Linked DNA regions of Mus musculus: region 2 is linked to region 1. The links are chromatin contacts, called in public HiChIP or PLAC-seq maps. All regions are on one chromosome and are shown on one strand. The core of a region is the stretch at or near the end of the contact, and the rest is flanking DNA. Distances in the headings are between cores, read along the strand shown.

Region 1 (5,728 bases), core at 1,183-3,682:
ACCCAGATGTCCCTCGACAGAGGAATGGATACAGAAAATGTGGTACATTTACACAATGGAGTACTGCTCAGCTATTAAAAACAATGAATTTATGAAATTCTGGGGCAAATGGATGGACCTGGAGGGCATCATCCTAAGTGAAGTAACCCAATCACAAAAGAAGTCACTTGATATGCACTCACTGTTAGAATACCCAAGATACAATTTGCAAAACACATGAAACTCAAGAAGAAGGAAGACCAAAGTGTGGATACTTCATTCTTCCTTAGAATAAGGAACAAAATATCCACGGAAGGAATTACAGAGACAAAGCTAAGAAGAAAGGATGGACCATCCAGAGACTACCCCACCCGGGGACCCATCCCATAATCAGACACCAAACTCAGACACTATTGCATATGCCAGCAAGATTTTGCTGAAAGGACCCTGATATAGCTGTCTCTTGGGAGGCTATGCCAGTGCCTGGCATACACAGAAGTGGATGCTCACAGTCAGCTATTGGATGGAACACAGGACCCCCAATGGAGGAGCTAGAGAATTACCCAAGGAGCTGAAGGGGTCTGCAACCCTATAGGTGGAACAACAATATGAACTAACCAGTACCCCCAGAGCTCGTGTCTCTAGCTGTATATGTAGCAGAAGATGGCCTAGTTGGCCATCATTGGGAAGAGAGGCCCCTAGGTTTTGCAATCTTTATATGCTCCAGTACAGGGAAATGCCAGGGCCAAGAAGTGGGAGTGGGTGGGTAGGGGAGCAGGGTGGGGGGAGGGTATAGGGAACTTTCGGGATAGCATTTGAAATGTAAATAAAGAAAATATCTAATAAAAATCTTTTTTAAAAAAAGAAAGAAAACAAATCCTACCCAGATATGACACCTAGCCACCTCACCCTCTCTAGCATAATAACCCTGAGCGCAGTTGTGGCACCAATAAGTTGAAAGAAAAGACTTAATAGAGGTGAGGAGAAAACCCAGGGATGTTCAGAAGCCACACTTAAGGAGAAATGACAACAGCCGGGACATTGCATGCCCAGTGTGACAAGGGCACTGTTGTTCTTCTCTGACTCCTGCATTGATGGTGGAGGGCACAGGCCATGCCCTGTTCATCTCACATCCTGGGATGCTGGCACAGGGTTGCATCATGCCAGGAACCTGCATGTGACCTTTGCTGCTCTCATTAGTTGTCTTGGACCCTAAGACTCTCTAGAGGAAATCACGCTTATTGTAGTGAGTCACAAGGCAGTGTCTCTGGGAGCCCTACCCTCTGCTCCTAGATGCTGTGCACAAATGAGCCTGACAGAAGTAGATCTCATCTTCTGGCTTCTTCTGAGTTGAAGTACCAAGATATTGCCACAAGGGGGCACTGTCCCCCTTCCCACGCCACTGCAGCTCTGAAAACTGGTTCCTTTCAGTCTAGGTGAAAGAGTCACTCTGCGTTTCTAAAGGAGGGTAACCTGCTGTGACTAGATAGTAAGCCACCACTGGGTGGTTGGTGGATATCAGCTTGAGCTTGCACAAGCTGCCTCCTTAGCTTCTCCTTCCCTGAGCATCCTGTCGACTCGTGCACTTTTTGAACCCAGAGCATCGACAGACCCTCCGGAGCCTGGTGATGCAGGATGCTGGCTTCTCAGTACCGTCTTGGGTTTTTTTTCCAGCTGCTGCTACCGAGGTCAAGTTTTCTTATGCAGCTCAATCCCAGGCCTGGATTCTCCAAGTGCATCCTGGAGATGGTAACCAGCCCTCCCAACCTCCTCATGGCCCTTCTAGAATTACTTGCCCTGATCTGTGGACCAGCCAAAGCTTCAATCATAGAGGGCCAACTGTAGGCTGGCTGCAGGAGGATGGACAGACAGACCTTGCCTATCCAGGAAGTGAGTTTATATTATAGGCAATGCTGGGCTAGGAAGTACCAGAGATGCCAACCCAGAGACTCATGGTAAAGAGGCCATAAGTAGCCCCCAGTCATTGACTGCCTATCCAGGGCTCCTCACTGGCTCCTGCCACCTCAGTGGACTCCAGCATGAAGGCTGAAGTTGGAATTGGGAATTGAGTGGGGGGGGGGGGTGCGGGGGCGGTGTGAAGCTGGCTCAGCAACTGCCCACTTTTACTTCCTCTTGGAAGAGCCGCAACTTCCTATTTGGCCACTGGAGGGCGCCTTGGGATCATGAAAACGCTATAAAATGTTAACCAACGTGGACTTGAGGGCCTAGACGAGAAAAGGACTTCAGACTGAGCCCTGTCTGATCATTCCAGATGTTCTCCGCATTCTGAAAGCCATCCTTTCTCATTCCAGAAGATCCTTGGAAAGAGACGGTCCTGCGGTTTCCACTCCCCCCCCTCAGCAACTGTAGCTAGCTTGGTCTACTGATGCTTCTTCCAGTGGGCACTAAGGAAGGTTGCCTGGGAGACCCGCATGAACGAGAAACATGGATCCAGACCCAGAGACTAGCGTGGGAGAAGCAGACAGGAAATGAAAAATGGAGGTGCTGGCATGCGGAGACTGGGCTGGGGCCGGGAGGGACGGAAGTGGGAGTTTGCCAGCCATTCTTACAGGTTGCAAGCCTCCATGGAGATTAAAAAAAGAATGAATGAATTGATTAATTAATCAATTCATTCATTCATTAATTTTTAAAAACAGCACCCCATCTCTAGTATCTTCTTACCTGGCCCAGCTACCACCTCCCAGATCCAGTCTAGGATTCTGGGTTAGGAGAGGCAAGGAGGAACTGGAGAAGAGGAAGGGCGGTCAGGTGGCAGTGTCACCACCAAGCACACACAGAACTCTGAGGCCACCTGGAATTACATCGCCCTCACAGTTACAAGGCCCTACCTGCTCTTCATTCCCTTATCTCCGTGGCAACAGAGCTCTGCTGTTCCTAGCCTCAGCAGCCTGGCACTAGGAAACACAGCCTGTCTGTCCCTCCTGGCACCTGCTGATGTCACCGCAATAAGAAAGATCTATTCCAGTGACAGCGACTGTGTCTCAAAGGCATCCCCACCCCTGCCCTCCTTCCCACAGATGCTCAGGGAAACCATTGTGAAAGGAGGCCACCCTCCAAATAGTGTCTGGTTATGCCTCAGTTTCCACTCCAGCCTGGACCCTCATTCCTAACTGCAGTGCCCCACACCCCAAAGTCTCTCTCTCCACCTGCAACCTTAGCACTGCTGCTGCCCCTCCTCTAGGGTGCTCCGTACGCATACATCCACATTCCTGGGTTCTCCTTCCCACACTCTGCCTTTTTAAAATGTTTTGCTTGTCATGCTCAAGACCCTCTACTAGTAACACATACACATACAGACACACACACATACATACACATAAACACACATACATACCACACAGACACACAGACACACACACACACACACACACACACACACACACACACACACACTGGTCTATGGTTTGTAAACACTTCTAACCTTTATGGTCTGAGATTGCTCACCCACAGAAACCTCCTACCAAGACTAGCCAACAGCTAACATGTGCTCCCCCCGCCCCGCTCCAGTATACATAATAAACATGCTGAAGTTCCCAGTTGTTACAGTAGCTGCTCTGGTCATCTCTCATAGCCTGTGCAGCCCATCTGTGCCCAGCTTTTCTGTACACATGTCTGTGTTTCCATCTTCTCCTTCCCACAGTGCCTCCATGAGGTTTCCAGACTTAAGCCATTCCCTGTGCACCAGGAGAGGGTGCCCCACCTGGCAGGCACTGCCCTAGGGCTTAAGGTAAACCACTCTGTGCCCTCAGGGACTTAAGAGTCTAGCGAGGAGAGAGAAAAGGAGGTCAAATAAAGAAATACCGAGCGTAGGTAATAGTTACAGTTTTTCACTTTGTAAATTACTATGATGAGGTGTAAGGTAGGTGTGTGTGTACGATGCATAGCATGTGTGCCCCAGTGTGTTCCCCCATGAGCACATGAGGAAGCCAGAGATGTGTATAAGGTTTCTCCCTTTATGGCTCTCCCCTTAGTCCTTCAATACACAGTGTCTCACTGGAAAAAAACAAAACACTACTTTGGCTAGGCTGTCTGGTTAGTAAGCTCTCAGGACCCTCTCAATGCTGGAGTTACATGCCCACACAGCCATGCCCAGCTTTTTATGCGGGGCCTAGGGATTTGAACTCGGGTCCTCAAGCTTGCCTAGCGAGTGCTCTTTCCCACTGAGCCATCTCCCTAGGCCCCAGTTATGGTTTTACAAGTAAAATCACTCCATTGCAACAGCCACCCTTTATAAGTACTGTACCCTACACTGAAGTATGAAAGCAGAAGCACACAGGAAGGCCTGGCAGCTAGTAGGAATGGAGGCCACACTGGAAACACCACAAGCTGTGCCTTTAACCACTGTCCTGCCTGGCCTTCAGATGAATGTCCAGTTCCAGCACAAAGGCTGCGACCAGGGGGATGCATGGGGCCAGCTGCAACCCTCCGCACTGCTCACCCAGAAGGCTGGACTCCCACTGTGGGACAGGCCACCCCTGCTCTCCCCAGACCTGCCTGACCCACTTGCAAACTCCGTGGTGCCTGTGGTACTGCCGTGTCTAACTGTGTGCCATCCAGGTGTGCCCAATCGGCCACTGTCAGGTTTCTGCCATCTTGGTTTTTGTTGTTGCATTCGACCACACGGTTCTCAAGTATGAACTGTGTAGACGACAATGCTGTATTGTGTCGGAAACAGACCTTTCTGATAGAACCGATGTGGCACAGCAGGAACAAACCACCAATGCTTCTTGATGACAGAATCAGTGCTGGCACATAGTAGGTGCTCACTAAACACGTATTAAATTGGGAGAGTATGTTGACTTACCTCAAAACGGCTCTGAAGTCATCTGTGAATCTCCACAGCACCCGGCTTCCTCTATCCTCCCCCCCATGGACATTACTCACTCCCCTCAAGGATCTATACCCTGTCCTTGCCCTACTTAAGGACTCCCACACAGACTCTGCTCCATATGACCCAAACCAGTCAGGTCAGCTGAGCAGGAAGGATGTTGCTGCTATGTTCATTACTGCAAGTACAAGATGTAGAGAAGGCAGGGCCTGGGAAGATAGGAGGGAGGGAGGGAGGGAGGGAGGGAGGGAGGGAGGGAGGGAGGGAGGGAGGGAGGGAGGCAGAGGCTGAGGGAAGACCCAGAGCCGGGACATCCTGTCCTGATGACCAAGAGATAATCTTCCCGACCCCATAAAAGCTGGAGCCACAGAGGCGGCTTCACCCCACCCCCTAACCTGTGGTCTGGAGTCTGAGAACCACTCAGATCGATATCATTCATTGGTAAGCCGTCTGCGCAGCCTCTCCACTGACATCTCCCTGGAGGCTACAAAGCTGGCAGAGGGAGCTGGAGGGAGCAGAGGCCCAGCAAGACCCAGTAGCATGTATTTCTTGGGGTCTACAAGGGCCGTAGTAAGTGGCAGGTCACTCTTAGGATGTGTGGTCTCAGCCCAAAGGCTGACCCTTAGTGGCAAAGCATATCCATCCTGCAGATGGCGAAACTGAGGCCCAGCAAAGCCAGAACCAAATCTAGAATGTCTGGTCTTAGGCCAGTGCCCTTCAAGAGAGGTCACGCTGCGTGGGGGAGGGGGACGTCTCAGGTGCTTCCCAACTGTAACTGTCTAGGCAGGAATGAAGATATCCTAAGTAGAGACAGGGGTGCCCCTCCCTTCAGCTACCAAACTATTGAGACAATGAGCCCCCAAGATACTGGAATGTCTTCAAGAGTCTCAGACGGGGCTG
Region 2 (6,009 bases), core at 3,480-5,979, 64 kb after region 1:
GAGAACTTCAAGCCAATACGATATACGGCTTCTAATACCGTGATGGTGACAGATGTGTCCCCAGGCCTTCCTTAGGAAGGACCTGAGGTGCTGTTCCCACAAACCATCCCAACTGGATTCATGCCATGCCCTCCAGAGGGAGGAAATGGGAGGTGGTGGCTGTGACCTTCATTTTGAGTCTACCAAGCAGGGACCCTTTGTAGAATGCAAATGACCTACCCGGGTGACACATCGGGGCGGTGTCTACTGGACAAATGTGAATTTCCCTGGCCAGACTCCTGTCTTGTCCCAAGGAGCAGTCCTGGCACCTGCCTCCCCAGCCTGGTGCTATAACCAGAGCCTGGCGCACCCACTCCCCACCCTCGCCTATTTGAGCACCAGATAGTCCAGGCACATTCAGGATGGTAAAAATAGCTACCAAGTCCTCTGCCAGGCCAGGATGCTGCCTGGGCACTCAGAGAGCTCTGGCCAGAGAAAAAGCAGAGTGGCCAATGAAGATGAGGAGAAAGCCATGAAAAATAGTGTTAGGGTCAGCTCTAGGGATCTCACAGTTTCAACTACAAAATAGGGGAGTGCCCCCAAATAATACTTCACACACCACCTATGGTGGGTTCCTACGGCATTCTCTCTGCCCACCCCAATGGACTCAAGAAGAACCATTTCCCAGAGAGGCCAGACAGCTCAGACCCACTGTGCTCCTCCACCCAGCTAACCTTCCACCAAAAGCTGCAGCCGTATCATGTCCCAGAGAGTGCCTCCGGAGGGGACAGCAAGCAAGGTTGACACAGTGCACTCAGAGGTGGCTCTGCACGGTCGCACACCCTCCTGGGATCAGGTCAGAGAGACTCTAGGCTCCAGGCAGAAAGCCCCCACCCCAGGTCCAGCAGAGACCTACCCAGGAGAAACACATGGACAGCCGCACAGCCGTACTTACCCTGTGCACAGAGCCGAGAAAGGCTGTGGGAACACTCTGATTTGTCCCCTCTGCTTCAAGTTTAAAGTAATTTCCTGCCCAGCCCGGCAGGCTACAGTTCTCAGGCTGAGTGTCCTCCTCAGGCTCCCTGGGACTGTCAGGGGTGGGAGGAGCCAGTGCTGACTGGCCCTACACACACACACACACACACACACACACACACACACACACACACTCCCTCCCTCCCTCCCTCCCTCTCTCCAGTCTAGCTCGCTCTCTCCCCCTCTCGGTTCAGGCTCACTCTGGCTTGTAGGAAGCCTGTGGGATCAAACTCTGTCTGTAATCCCAGCCAGCTGGGTCCCCTGGGTTTCACTTATCATCCTGCAGCTATGCAGCTCTTGAATGACATCACGGTGGCTTCCCCTCCAGCCCTGCCCTGCTCGGCCCTGTTTAGAGTCCCAACCCAGCCCCAACCTCAATCCCAGCTCAACCTGCCCCAGCACAGGGGTTTGGCTCCAGTCTCCCAGCCCAGTCTCCAACCAAGGGCAACTCCAAACTTCAGAAAACAAGGGGAGAGTCAGCCCCCACCTTCACCCCACCCCTATCCCCACCACTCCAGAGCAAAGGGACGAGGGACAAGGGACAAGGGACGGGCAAGGCTACCAGTCCTTGGGAGAAAGGAGCATTATGTGAGTGACTGAGATTTCTTTCTCCAAATTTTCCACATTTTTCCCACTCCCAGCAAACGGCAGGCAGAGCAGCCGACAACAACTCTCCAGCTGCCGCCAGTAAGGTGGAAAGGTTTTTTTTTTCCCTTCCCCTCTCTTCCCCACCCCTTCTCCCACCACCTCCAAGCAGAGTCTAGGAACCAGGACACTTCCGTGACTTAGAAGAAGAAAACGAAAAGGCTCCATATGTCTCAGAGCAGGCTGGGGTGCCCCTGGACAGAACTCTGGGAGGGGAACACAAGTCCCAACAGCTTTGGCTTCTGGCCCAGCAACCTTGACACAGACTGAGTGAGGCTGCCCAGAAAGCCTGTGGGTGTCTGACGGGAGTGCCTGCAACCGCCTGCAACTGCCTGCATGGCTATTAGTGTCTTTGGTTGCCCTCTGTGGTGGTCACAAGTGTCGGGACCACTTTTCCGAGGGTCCCACTTTTTCAGGATGCCCACTGTCATCCTCAGCCAACCAGATGTGTGGCCAACCACTCAGCAACACACAGACAGGTGCCTGGAAGTTCCCAGCACACGCCTGGCTTGCTCTAAAAGGTGAAATCCCAGAGGATGGCCTCAGGACAACAGGTCCTTCTATGTTTGTGACTTATTGGGATGGCAACTGAAACTTCCAACATAATTCCTAAGCCAGTGGGGACTTAGTTTCTCTTCTGGAAGATTCCTCCTATCCCCTCCTTTGGCCCCGGTTCCTTTGTGACACTTAGGTCCTTCCATTGCCCAAGGCTGTAGCAACTTTGTATCTGTCCTTGCAGCTGAGGAGGGAGAGCACCTGACTGAGGAAGACCACCTGTCTCTCCAGCTCCCACTGTCCAGAGCCATTACTTACTAGCTCGGTTCCTGCCTCCCATTGCCATCTGCTCCCTAAGAATATCGAGGAAATATAAAGGGAGGAACAAAAATCTGTGACTTGAGGCCCAGTAGTAGGTCCCCTGCCCTGCCTTCACTGATGACACGGCTGGGCAAGCAAGACAGGCAGCCGGTGTCACATGCCAGCATTTGTTTTTGCAGACTAGAAACCAAACCCAGAGCCTTGGGCATGCTAGGCCTTGGACATGCTAGGCCACACACTCTCCTCAAGCTATAGCCTTGGTCCTTAGACTTTAACAACTTGTTAATGATAGGGAGGGGGCTATAAAATGTACCCCATATCTTGAATTTCCAAATTGGTGGAGATCATAGTCTACAGGACCTACAGCAAAGGCCCTCTTGTCACCACAGAACCTCCTAGAACTAACCAACAAAGCCCAGGCTCCTGAAAGGGTTAAGGAGCCCCCATCGACATCTCTGTCCCCACCCAGCCACCACCGCAGTAGCCCAATTTGATTTCATCTGCCCATCTGAACACCATCTGTAGTATTTTGTGAATTACTAAAATAAATTTAACTTAAACCAGTCCTGAGCACCAAACCCCATGAGATCACAGACTTGCTATGTGAATTATACACATTTTTCTTTTCCTTTGATTTAAAAAAAATCTTTTGATAACAGATCTTATGTAGCCCAGGCTGGTCTTGAACTCACTAGGTGATGGCCTTGAATTCCTGATCCTCCTGCCTCTGCCTCCTAAGGGCTTGGATGAGAGATGTGCACCACCATACCATGTGCCTGGTTAATATATATATATACACACACACACACACATATATATATATATATGTATATATCACAATATACATACTCCTGGAGTCAGTTTATAAAGTATCTTAGCCCATGTCCAGTGCCATGGAAACAGTAGGTACAAGAACAAGTGCAAAGCATGACCCTAACCAAATGGCCTTCAGAAAGCAATAGAAGCCCCTGAAGAATCCCCTAAAGACTCTGACTGGATGGACAGCCTTCGCTTGGGAGGCTAACACAGGACTGAAGCAAGTTCAGGCCTACTCTGGGCTATATAGTAAGGTCCTCTGTTAAAGAAAAAAAAAAGCCAGGGGACAGAAACAAGGTAAGGACAGAGGGAGGGAGACCCTGACTTCAGACGCCACCTTCCCCGCAGAAGACAGAACTCTCAGTGGCTTGAGAATCTGAATTTTAAAATGCCCTTATGGGCACAGCCAGGTTTGCCCAGTGATGCTCCTCGTGAAATCAAAAGCTTCCTACTATGATCTTACCATCCCCCACGAAAGCCCATCTTATCTCTAAGAAACAGAAACAGGTACTCTTAGCTCCCATTCGCATCATCTCTCAAGTGACTTTATGGTGTTCTTTGAGTATCCCAGAACAAGCCAATGTCCCCCATGAGAGCCCTAGTGGTATCCAGGTTGTGCAATGTCCTCTGAGCCCCCTGGTCAGTCCTCCCTCACCAGCTTATCTGTGTCACAGGATCTGCTCCCAGGGCTCCTTGTCACTCTCAGGAGGAGGGTCTACAGCAGCCCACATGAGAAGTATGCTACCTTGTACAGTTTGGAAGCCACACTTTTTAATCACACAGCCTCAGAGTCCACCTAACCCCATTGCCTAGGCCAACCCATCATCTGCTAGGCATGCAGCAAAGACAAGAGTCTCACGAAATGACCCAGCCCCTGGAGAGTGTGATGTCCCTGAGACAGTGAAGCTACTCAGTACAACTCTGCTCTGACCTCTGAAGCAGCCAGCATTCCCTGCAACCACGAAGCAGCCCTGAGCATGGTAGCTTTATCCATACGTTCTAGATTCTAGAGACAGGAAGATAGACCTAGAGACCTTTGGCTGCCTCCAAGTACCCAGGATTCATCGAGTCCCCAGATTTGCTGCCACTGTGGGCAGCTATCCCAGGCCATTTCCTAGAATTACAGCCCAGGGGACATCCTGAGTTCAGTGGCTGGTCCACCCGATCCCATCCATCCAACTCTGGGAAGCAGAGGTCCCCACAGATGGTTAGAGCCAGAGCCAACATCACAACTCAGCCACTGACTCCCGGAAGGAAGTCACCCCAGCTGCCAGATCCGGGACACACGAACAGAGGGAGGTGGCTGGAGGGTCCTAGAAGCACCTCCCCCCATACACACACAAGAACCACAGCTCCTCCAGCTGGTCTAACACTATAAAGAGGGTGGGACACTAGAGGGCCACACCTCACTAGAGAAGCAGCTTTAGTTTGTAGTCTGATTACTTCATCCTTCCCAGGGCAGCCTTGGCCCAGCCGAGTCTGGATCTGGGGGAGGGAGCTCAGGTTACCATGGCCACAACTTTGATAGGCTGGGTCCCTTCTCACTGTTGTTTCCTGTTGCTGTCCTAACCCTCCCTTCTCTCTAGCCACTAACAGGTGTAGAAGCATCTCCCCAGGCCTGAACAATTGAACAATTGGCTCTTGTTCAATGTTAATGCCTCTTCTCTTTCTCTCTGTGCGCGCATGTGTGCCTTTGGGAGAGTGAGCATGTACCTGTGTGCCTGTGAGTGTGTAGAGGTGAGAGGTCAATCTCAGAGGCCTTTCCTCAGGCACTATCTCCCTTTTTCTTTTGAGGCAAGGTCCCTCACCGGCCTGGAATTCACCAAGTAAGTTAAGGAGGACGGGAGGTCATTGAGCCCCAGCGATCCTCCTATGCCTGCCTCTCCATCACTGGGATTACAAACACCTACGAACCACCCCTGGTTTTGCACATGGGAATAGAACTGGGGTCTTCGTGCTTATAAGGAAAGCGCTTTGCCAACTAAGCCATCTTCTCAACCCCTTGACCCTTGTTCTTAAAGGACAAAATGATTGAGTGTTTTGACTTAGTCTTGGGGTTAGGACTAAAACAGAACACTGTCCCTAGGAGAGCTACTTCATAGTCTGTGAGCGAGTGGGGCAGGGGCACATGCAGCACCAGGTAAGGTTGTCACCCAGGGAATATGTAGCCAGAAGCATGGTGGGTTATAGCGGGAAGAAATGCCATTGGCATATAGCAGGTAGACTTGAGCTAGACAGAGGAAAGAGAGTACAGGGTGGAAGAAGCTGAGTTCCCAACAGACGACTCCAATTTAGCTGCCTACTGCATGAGCTTGGCTGGTTTAGTTTCCACTGTGGCAAAATACACAGAGGAAAGCTTGGAGCTCTAAAATGTCTTGTTCTAGAGCGAACCCAGGATCATCAAGGAGGCAGCAGGCATAGTCAGAAGGGTGGGGGCAGGAAGAAGCACCCCCCACCCCATGACAGACATGGCAGCAAGGTGCTGAAGGTGCAGGGGGAGAAGGGAAGGGGGAGAGGGAAGGACACTGAGAAAGAAAGGAGGAGGGCTTGCTGCCTGAGCTGACTGCGCACCGAGGCTCTGTGTGTGTGTGTGTGTGTGTGTGTGTGTGTGTGTGTGTGTGTGTGTATGTGTGTGTGTGTGTGTGTGTGATAGAAACATACTCTCAGAATGCCCTAGGACCCTACCCCCCCCCCCACAGTAGCCCAAAAGACCTGAAG

Evidence for each region. HiChIP or PLAC-seq counts read pairs in DNA pulled down with a chosen protein or histone mark.
Region 2: a contact with region 1 is called in an H3K27ac HiChIP or PLAC-seq map of heart atrium, with 7 read pairs. The contact joins two enhancer-like sites. A contact is called at or near these places in 2 of 39 promoter capture datasets (both in liver), 5 of 15 datasets of contacts at CTCF or cohesin (CD8 T cells, the NIH/3T3 cell line, embryonic stem cells and 1 more), 38 of 484 Hi-C or Micro-C datasets (the AML12 cell line, B cells, the BV-2 cell line and 22 more), 9 of 115 datasets of contacts at active chromatin or transcription factors (the HPC-7 cell line, VIP interneurons, craniofacial prominence and 6 more) and 1 of 9 other capture datasets (adipose tissue).

What each region holds. Positions count from the first base shown.
Region 1 is chr1:73,900,374-73,906,101 of GRCm38.p6, forward strand. No RefSeq gene overlaps it. Among named protein-coding and RNA genes, the nearest start is that of 6030407O03Rik, 39 kb to the left of the region's middle. Within about 2 kb of position 2,433, at least 44 of the 459 cell types and tissues checked have an H3K27ac peak or open chromatin away from gene starts, as enhancers often do. A contact at or near this core is called in CD8 T cells and heart atrium, where this site is marked.
Region 2 is chr1:73,961,977-73,967,985 of GRCm38.p6, forward strand. All of the region lies in intron 18 of Tns1 (tensin 1), which reads right to left. Among named protein-coding and RNA genes, the nearest start is that of Gm39664, 66 kb to the right of the region's middle. Within about 2 kb of position 4,730, at least 22 of the 459 cell types and tissues checked have an H3K27ac peak or open chromatin away from gene starts, as enhancers often do. A contact at or near this core is called in CD8 T cells and heart atrium, where this site is marked.